Regions from separate parts of the Sus scrofa genome. Here region 2 is linked to region 1. Evidence: chromatin contacts called from public Hi-C data. All regions are on one chromosome and are shown on one strand. The core of a region is the stretch at or near the end of the contact, and the rest is flanking DNA. Distances in the headings are between cores, read along the strand shown. Region 1 holds the start of METTL6 (methyltransferase like 6). Region 2 has its middle 15 kb from the start of ANKRD28.

Region 1 (3,334 bases), core at 784-3,283:
AACTTCTCATACACAAAAGCAGAGAGAACAATACAACGAGCTCCTGTGTACCACCACCCAGCTTCAATAATTACCAGCTCCAAGATAATCTTGTTGCAGCTATACCTCCACATACTTTTCCTCCCATCTCCACTGGATTATTTTGAAGAAAAAAAAAAGCTAGAATGTATATACTATTTTATTAAGCAAAGATATTCCCCTCTCTCAAGTGACAGATGAAAATTAATGCCTTATTCATAATGAATGTTTTACTAGGGTAATTACAAGGATCAAAAGCAACAGAGCACAGTTTTTAAATCCTGTGATTGTAAAACCCAATGTGAAAAATGAAAAGCTACAGCATCATATGCGCTGATTTCATTTTGCATAGGAACTGTCAACATTAGGATCTGCCACACTCAAGTTCCATAGCTTTAATAAGGACACGCCTATAGATGTTTGGGGATGACCGCTGAACTGTATTTCCAAAGGTTAATCCTGCCTGTGTCTCTGGATTGCAGTTAAAGCACAACCTGAACAGCACTCTTACTTTTAACACACATTTGCCTCAACCTGCAGGCCAGGTGCCTCTTTGAAGTATCTTTCTTAAGCTCCTCACTTTCCTTCACGCTACCAACAAATAACCTCCTCAGGAAATGACGCTCCCTCACATCCTCAATATCCTCCCTCAGAAAGGGCTGATCTGCTGTCAGTAGGAAGAAGAGGAATGACGGTGCAAGTGACCACATGAAGACAGAACATCATTATCTAACACACCCTCTTCCAAGGTGTTGAGTCACCTCTGAGAGTTCCTCTCAGAAAAACAAGTCTTAACCAGCATTAGGGCTACCAGGATGGGAAGCCAGGAGTTTGTGAATCAGAGAGATGCTCAGTCAGCCAAGTCTTTACTCAGGACACAGAGTAGAAGGGCCCTCCCTCAACAGAGTCTGTAATCAAGGAGAAAAAGGAGACCCAGCATAATGACTATTTTCACATTCCTTATGTCTGCTGCTTCTGCTTCCAAACATAGACCAAGCTGTAACTTATTCTTGGCTCACAAATTCCAATTTTATTCCTCACCCACAAGGGACATGGTCCCGAGGAAAAGTCGGGGTAGTCCAGGTAACCTCAAAGGCAGACGAAAAGCTGGCACGAAGAGATGGAGGAGGAAGACTGATGCGGCGCAGAGGGGAATGCGGTTTCTGATGTTTGCAGTGGGGATGAAGCGCGGCGTTAGGGCGGCCAGAACCAAAACATACGAGAAAAGTGAGGACAACAGAAGAAAATGGAATAGGAGAGAGTGGAGGCAGCTCCCAAGCAAACGGGAAAAATCTTTGAATCGTGGAGATCCCCTAGTGGGTCGTGGTGGAGTGGGGGGCCTAGGGAAACGAGCTGAACCCTGATGTGGACTCGGCAACCTTTAGGCAGCAAGAGGGGTAGGTTCGGCACGCGGGAGGGCTGGACCTGGCAGGAAAGGGGGCCAATGGTCTTTGGAAGACGTGTTTGGGACCACGAGGCAGAGGAACAGGAGGGAGGGACGAAAAGTCTTGTTTGGGAAGAGTGAACCGGGAAAAAGCAAAATGTCCCTGCGGATCCGGGGAGATAGGAAGGGAACTGATGCTGGCAGGCTCCCCGGGCTACGGGATCGAGGTCGGCCTGTGGCGGCTGCGGGATGCGGACTCACAGCGGATGGTGTGGAAGGAGGCCCGCGGCCGATTCTCGAAGCTCTCCCCAAGCCGCAGGCGGTGCTCCTCGCGGTCCAGCAGAGGGTTGGCCGTCCCGTTCATGGCCCCGCACGGGCCGCGCGCCCGCCCCGGCGCCCTCCTGGCGCGCCCGCGGCCGGAGCTGCCGGCGCCTGAGTTCGAGGGAGCAGCGCTCCCGGGACAGCACCCCGGGGCGAGCGGAGAACCGAGCCGGTGCCCACCTGCGGCTGGAAATAAGTCCTGGCGTGCGCGTCGGGGCGGGGGACAACTGTGAGGAAGCGGGGCCGCGGAACTTCCGGCGCCGGGGAGGGACTTCCGGTCTCGAAGCGGAAGTGGCGGGGGCGGTGCCATGGCAAAAAGACTCCGCTGGGAGAAGCCCAATGCGAGGTGCTGCAGACTGGTTTGTCCAGCCGCTGGGTTTTACCGCGGTGGCTCCCAAATTCTACTCACGCGGTTGGGCCTGGGTGAGGGCTTAGCGCGCCCGGCGCCACCCTCCAGGGGAACCTAGGAACTGAAGACTGGGCGCTGGCGCGCGGCGGTCTCGGTGAACAGGGCTCCTCACAAGCGCTCACAGGTGCTCGTGGCCGGGCGGCCAGGTTATCCCCGGTGTCCTGGAACCCCACACCACGCGTCCCTGGGTCTCTTCCTTCCCTTTGCGCGGACGACTGCGCGAGGGCCTCAGTTCCTGGAAAGCGACGCCCCTCTGCTTCGTGAAACTCTGCGACTGAGGCCTCCCAGGCTTAGCTCCGTGTTCCTTGGAAACGGTGACACTGCTTCTGTCTGTGAATTGACCACCCTTCTCCAGTACCGGCAGCTGTTAAGTCGCCCCTTTCACGGGCACCGAACATTGACGAGTATCTTCCCCCAAAGGTTTCTTAGTTCTTGGGAGTGACTCTGTTCTAAACTAAAGCGATTTATTATAATAGTTGACTTATTCAGGTTTGAATTAGAGTTCTATGCGTGAGAGCGCCCTGGCAGCTGAATGTCAGCCCTCTGTAGGCAAGGGCAGTGTCTGGGTCTTCTTTATGACCTCTTTTCTTATAGCGGGGCAGGGTTTTGTGTAGGGTCGGCCACTAGTAAACATTTGGTGAATTGAACTGTTTGGTGAAAAAACTGTGTTAGAACCACTAACTCAGCATCTTTAAAACTGTTCCAGAACCCCCAACCAGAATCTCATTCTTTTTTCCTGCAAAACACCCGACGTTGCCTGAGGCCTGAACCCAAAGAGAGGGGCCGCATCTGAGAAAACTCTGCCTGTGTAGTATCTGCTTGAATTTCTCGGGTTATTCGCGAAGGGAGAATATCCAGCAGTGTTAAATATATTACCATCAACTTAGGAGATGGCTTCTTTGCAAAGGAAAGGGCTGCAGGCAAGGGTTCTCAGCTCTGAAGAAGAGGAAAAACTGAAAAGAGACCAGGCTTTAGTGTCTGATTTTAAACAGCAAAAACTGGAAAAAGAGGCTCAGAAAAACTGGGACCTTTTTTACAAAAGAAATAGCACTAATTTCTTCAAAGATAGACACTGGACCACCAGAGAGTTTGAGGAGCTCAGATCTTGTAGAGAGGTAAACTAATATTACGCCTTATTTGAACTGTCTTTCATTAAGAATGTGTGGAAGAGGGGTGTTTTATTGCATTCTCACGGGCAGTGT
Region 2 (3,637 bases), core at 1,106-3,605, 420 kb before region 1:
TGGTACAAGTGGAGGGGAGTAATAATTTTCGTTTCTAAAACATCTTAATTTTGAAAGGGGCTTGGAGTCAGATGACACTCAGTTCTCACCAACTCAGAAATCCCATTTGCTTCCTTAACAAGTGCTGATGTAACTTCTCTTAGGTGTGTGATGTGTGGGAAGAGCCAGGCTTTGGAGACAGATGGGCCTGGATAAGAATCCAGTTTTCTCCACTTCTTAGCTGACGTGATTAAACCGATTTCGAGTTTTAACTTGTCTGCCTCAGAATTTATCTGGGCAATGGGGTCTATTTTGCAGGCATGTTGTCACAAATTAAGTACCCATTAAGTGCCTAGAACCATCATAGGTATTCAGGTGACCTGGGATGTTCATCCCTGCCCAGTATGAATGGCCAGCCTGTTCCATCTTCAGATAAAATAATGCTAGGTAAAAAAGTACTATCTTACATTGAGCTAGATTTTATCTCCCTGCTTGATTCTAGTTCTTACTTCTAGAACTGTGCAATTTGAAATCTCTTCACAATGATAGCACTTCAGATGTTTTACAGCTATCATATTCTCCTTGGCTCCTTTTCAGATGAAACATCTTTAGCTCTACTGACACTTAGGATGTGGTTTTTAAATCCACGATCATTCTGGCTGCCATCTTTGAATGTGTTTCGGTTTCATTACTCTAGATGCGGTTTGACCCTATGTCTAGTAATTAGATTTACTTTTCATAAAGGAGAAAAGCGAGATTAATAGGAAACATTTTTGATATAAAACTTTGATTTTAATTGGTTAAAATTAAAGTGTAATTATATAGGTTCATATTCTAAAGTGTACTGTTTTCTTTTCTCAGTAGCATTTGTGAAATGATTGCCTTTGGTCCTTCCCAAAACAAATTATTGATGATTAGTTTTTTCTCCCTTTTAAAAATAAATCTCCAGAGCCCTCAGAGTATCTCATAATGGTGGTAAAATTAAACTATTGAAATAAAATGCCAAGATTTAATCTTTCTATATAGTAAATAATATACTGTTAGTTGCCTACTCACTGGCCATTACCCACTTCCTTCCTTGCATGTCCCAGTTTTGTTTGGTTGCCCCTGGCTTATGTGACTTGGAGAAATCCCTAATAGTGTAAGCTAATCAGAGTAATCCTTCTTTGCCTGGTCATGATTTGTTTAGAAAGGGACATGTGATTGGCCAAGTCTGGTCATATTTTGGGGGAAGTCAGTTTAGGTAGCTTCTGTGAAGTCTTCTTTGTATCTGAAAAGGTAGACACAGAAGGAAACTCCCCCTTCTCTTGGATAGCAGTATGTGTCTGATATGATGCCTTGCAGTGACTACAAAGGGAAATATGCAAAGGTCCATGTTGAGTCTGACAGAAGAGCTGGAAAGAGCTCAGGTGTTCTACCTGATGGTGTTGAGTAAAGATCAGTCACCTTGGAACTACCTTATTTTACTACTTTTTGTTCATGATGATAATAAGATATCAATAAAAAAACAGTAAAGATATTGTTTGACCCAGTTTGATGTGACATACTATTTTAGTTTAGGATAGCCCTAATATTAAAGAACAAACATATTTGTTAGTCTGTTGCACAGAAGAGTAGATATTTTTGGTGGTAGGCCAATTTAGATGTAATGATGAACCTGGTAATTGTGAGGTCACATTAAAATTATATTGCAGTCAAAGTTTCATAGATATTCTTATATTACTGAATGTTTTCATTGTGAACAAAACAGACTAAAGAATTTCTGTCATTGGACATTCCCTGTGGCACAGCAGGTTAAGGATCCAGCATTGTCACAGCTGTGGCACAGGCTGCAACTGTGGTGTGGGTTTGATCCCTGGCCTGGGAACTTCTGTATGCCAGAGGCATGGCCAAAGAAACATTTCTGTCATACAATAACTGATAGCACGTTTAACTACCCAGTTATTTAAGAATGAGCTTGTTATCAATTCTGACAGGGACCCTCTTCTTTCCACTTACAAAGTTAAAAATTGACTACCTTTAAAGGAATTGACATTGTTTTATTCTGAAATAACATTAGGTTATAAGCATGACTTTGTACATGTTTATCGAGGGCATGAAAATCTATTTATGCAGAAAAATTCCATGACTGAGACACATTAGAAACACCCTTTCCTTCTTTCAACAATAGAAACTTCTTTATAAAATTTTAGATAGCACTCTTTAATAGAGGAAACTAAAGAATATGAAAAATGTTGTAAACTATCTGAGTCATCACTTGGATTTGAAAATAGTTACTTTCAGTATTTTTGTCTCCACCCTTCTATGGTTTAGAAGAATGTGAATCATCATCTTTAGTATTTCCCAACGGTAGCTACTTTGAGGTGGAAGTTTGGCGTATGCAGTCCCAATTGGTGTTTGAAATAATTCATGTGCACTTCAGCTACTGATCTTACTGCCCTTGTGGGAATTCCGTGGATGGCTCATGTAATTATTGCTTATAAAGGTAAACATTGAGTAACCATAGCAACTTATTTTTAAATTGAAATTTTTCTTCCTTTGGTTTTTAAAGTACAGTAACTTGATACTATATTTATCTCAGTGTCACTCCATTGTAGAAACCAGAATGAATTGCAAATAACCTTTCCTCAGTTTTTTTTAAAGGAAAGCAGAAATTCAGCCTGTTTAAAATATGAATCGTATACACTACTACTTTGTAGTATTCAGCCTAAGTTGTCTTTGAGACAGTTGCTAAAAGATTATTCATTACATAAATAATAATGCAATGATATGTCAGAGAATGTGTTTCTCATGGGCCTGGTAAACATAAGTTACATGGCAGACATGCTGCTGGTTAGCATAAATTCCAGCCCCAAATTGTACTAATAGGTGATCAAGTAGGATATTTTTACAGGTAATACAATGTAAAAAACTTTAATTCATTCTGGCCTTTAGTCTGAATTATAAATACCTTTTTATGAAGAAAATAGTCTAACCTTAAAAAATACTGTCTAAATACAGTAGTACATATTTTATAATGAGGTAGGGCCCCCCCCCCCTTAGTTTTGATATACTGGGTATATTCTAAGAAACTACCCATATTGTTATGTTCAGTTTGTTAAAATTTGCTTTCATACTTTTCAAAGGAAACAGTTTTTTGTTTTTTAAGACTGAAGTCTGAAAACAGTCATTTCAATATTGACTTAGATCTTAAGTTCTCATTTATAACTCTTGAATCTACTCTCTTCCCAGAAAGCCCATTCCATTTCCTGTCTTCACTGAAACTCACTGTTTTCATAAGTACGTGCTTCTCCACAGGACTTCTCAAGTATAGCTAGCTGTCCCTTTGCTCACAGCCATTATATCCTAGGAAAATGTTTCTAGTCTTCATACCTATGAAAACATTCTCCAGAGCATATGGAAGTTCCTGGGCCAGGGATTGAATCTGAGCTGCAGATGTGACTTCTGCCACAACTGTGGCATCACTAGATCCTTCAACCCACTGCACCAGGCTGGGGATTGAACCTGCACCTCTGCAGCAACCCGTCCCACAATTGGATTCTTAATCACTTTGCACAGCAGGAACTCTTCCTCCCTCCTTCTCCTTTTTATGGACGCATGACATATGGAAATTCCCAGACCTGGGATTGAATCGAAACCGCAGCTGTGGCCTGTGCCA

The links. Hi-C and Micro-C count contacts between places; a contact is called where the count stands out from the background.
Region 2: a Hi-C map of embryonic fibroblasts shows a contact between it and region 1, with 6 times the contacts expected there. The contact joins the enhancer-like site here to the promoter of METTL6 in region 1. A contact is called at or near these places in 2 of 5 promoter capture datasets (fetal skeletal muscle and liver), 2 of 47 Hi-C or Micro-C datasets (both in embryonic fibroblasts) and 2 of 2 datasets of contacts at active chromatin or transcription factors (alveolar macrophages and skeletal muscle).

Annotation. Positions count from the first base shown.
Region 1 is chr13:2,653,528-2,656,861 of Sscrofa11.1, reverse strand. METTL6 (methyltransferase like 6) reads left to right here and starts at 2,033. Exons shown (of 5, transcript NM_001206446.1): 1 at 2,033-3,247. The coding sequence starts at 3,023. EAF1 (ELL associated factor 1) reads right to left here and starts at 2,033. Exons shown (of 6, transcript NM_001206456.1): 1 at 1,664-2,033. The coding sequence starts at 2,033.
Region 2 is chr13:3,070,704-3,074,340 of Sscrofa11.1, reverse strand. It overlaps a transcript of ANKRD28 not described here. Among named protein-coding and RNA genes, the nearest start is that of ANKRD28, 15 kb to the right of the region's middle. Within about 2 kb of position 2,355, at least 12 of the 83 cell types and tissues checked have an H3K27ac peak or open chromatin away from gene starts, as enhancers often do. A contact at or near this core is called in alveolar macrophages and embryonic fibroblasts, where this site is marked.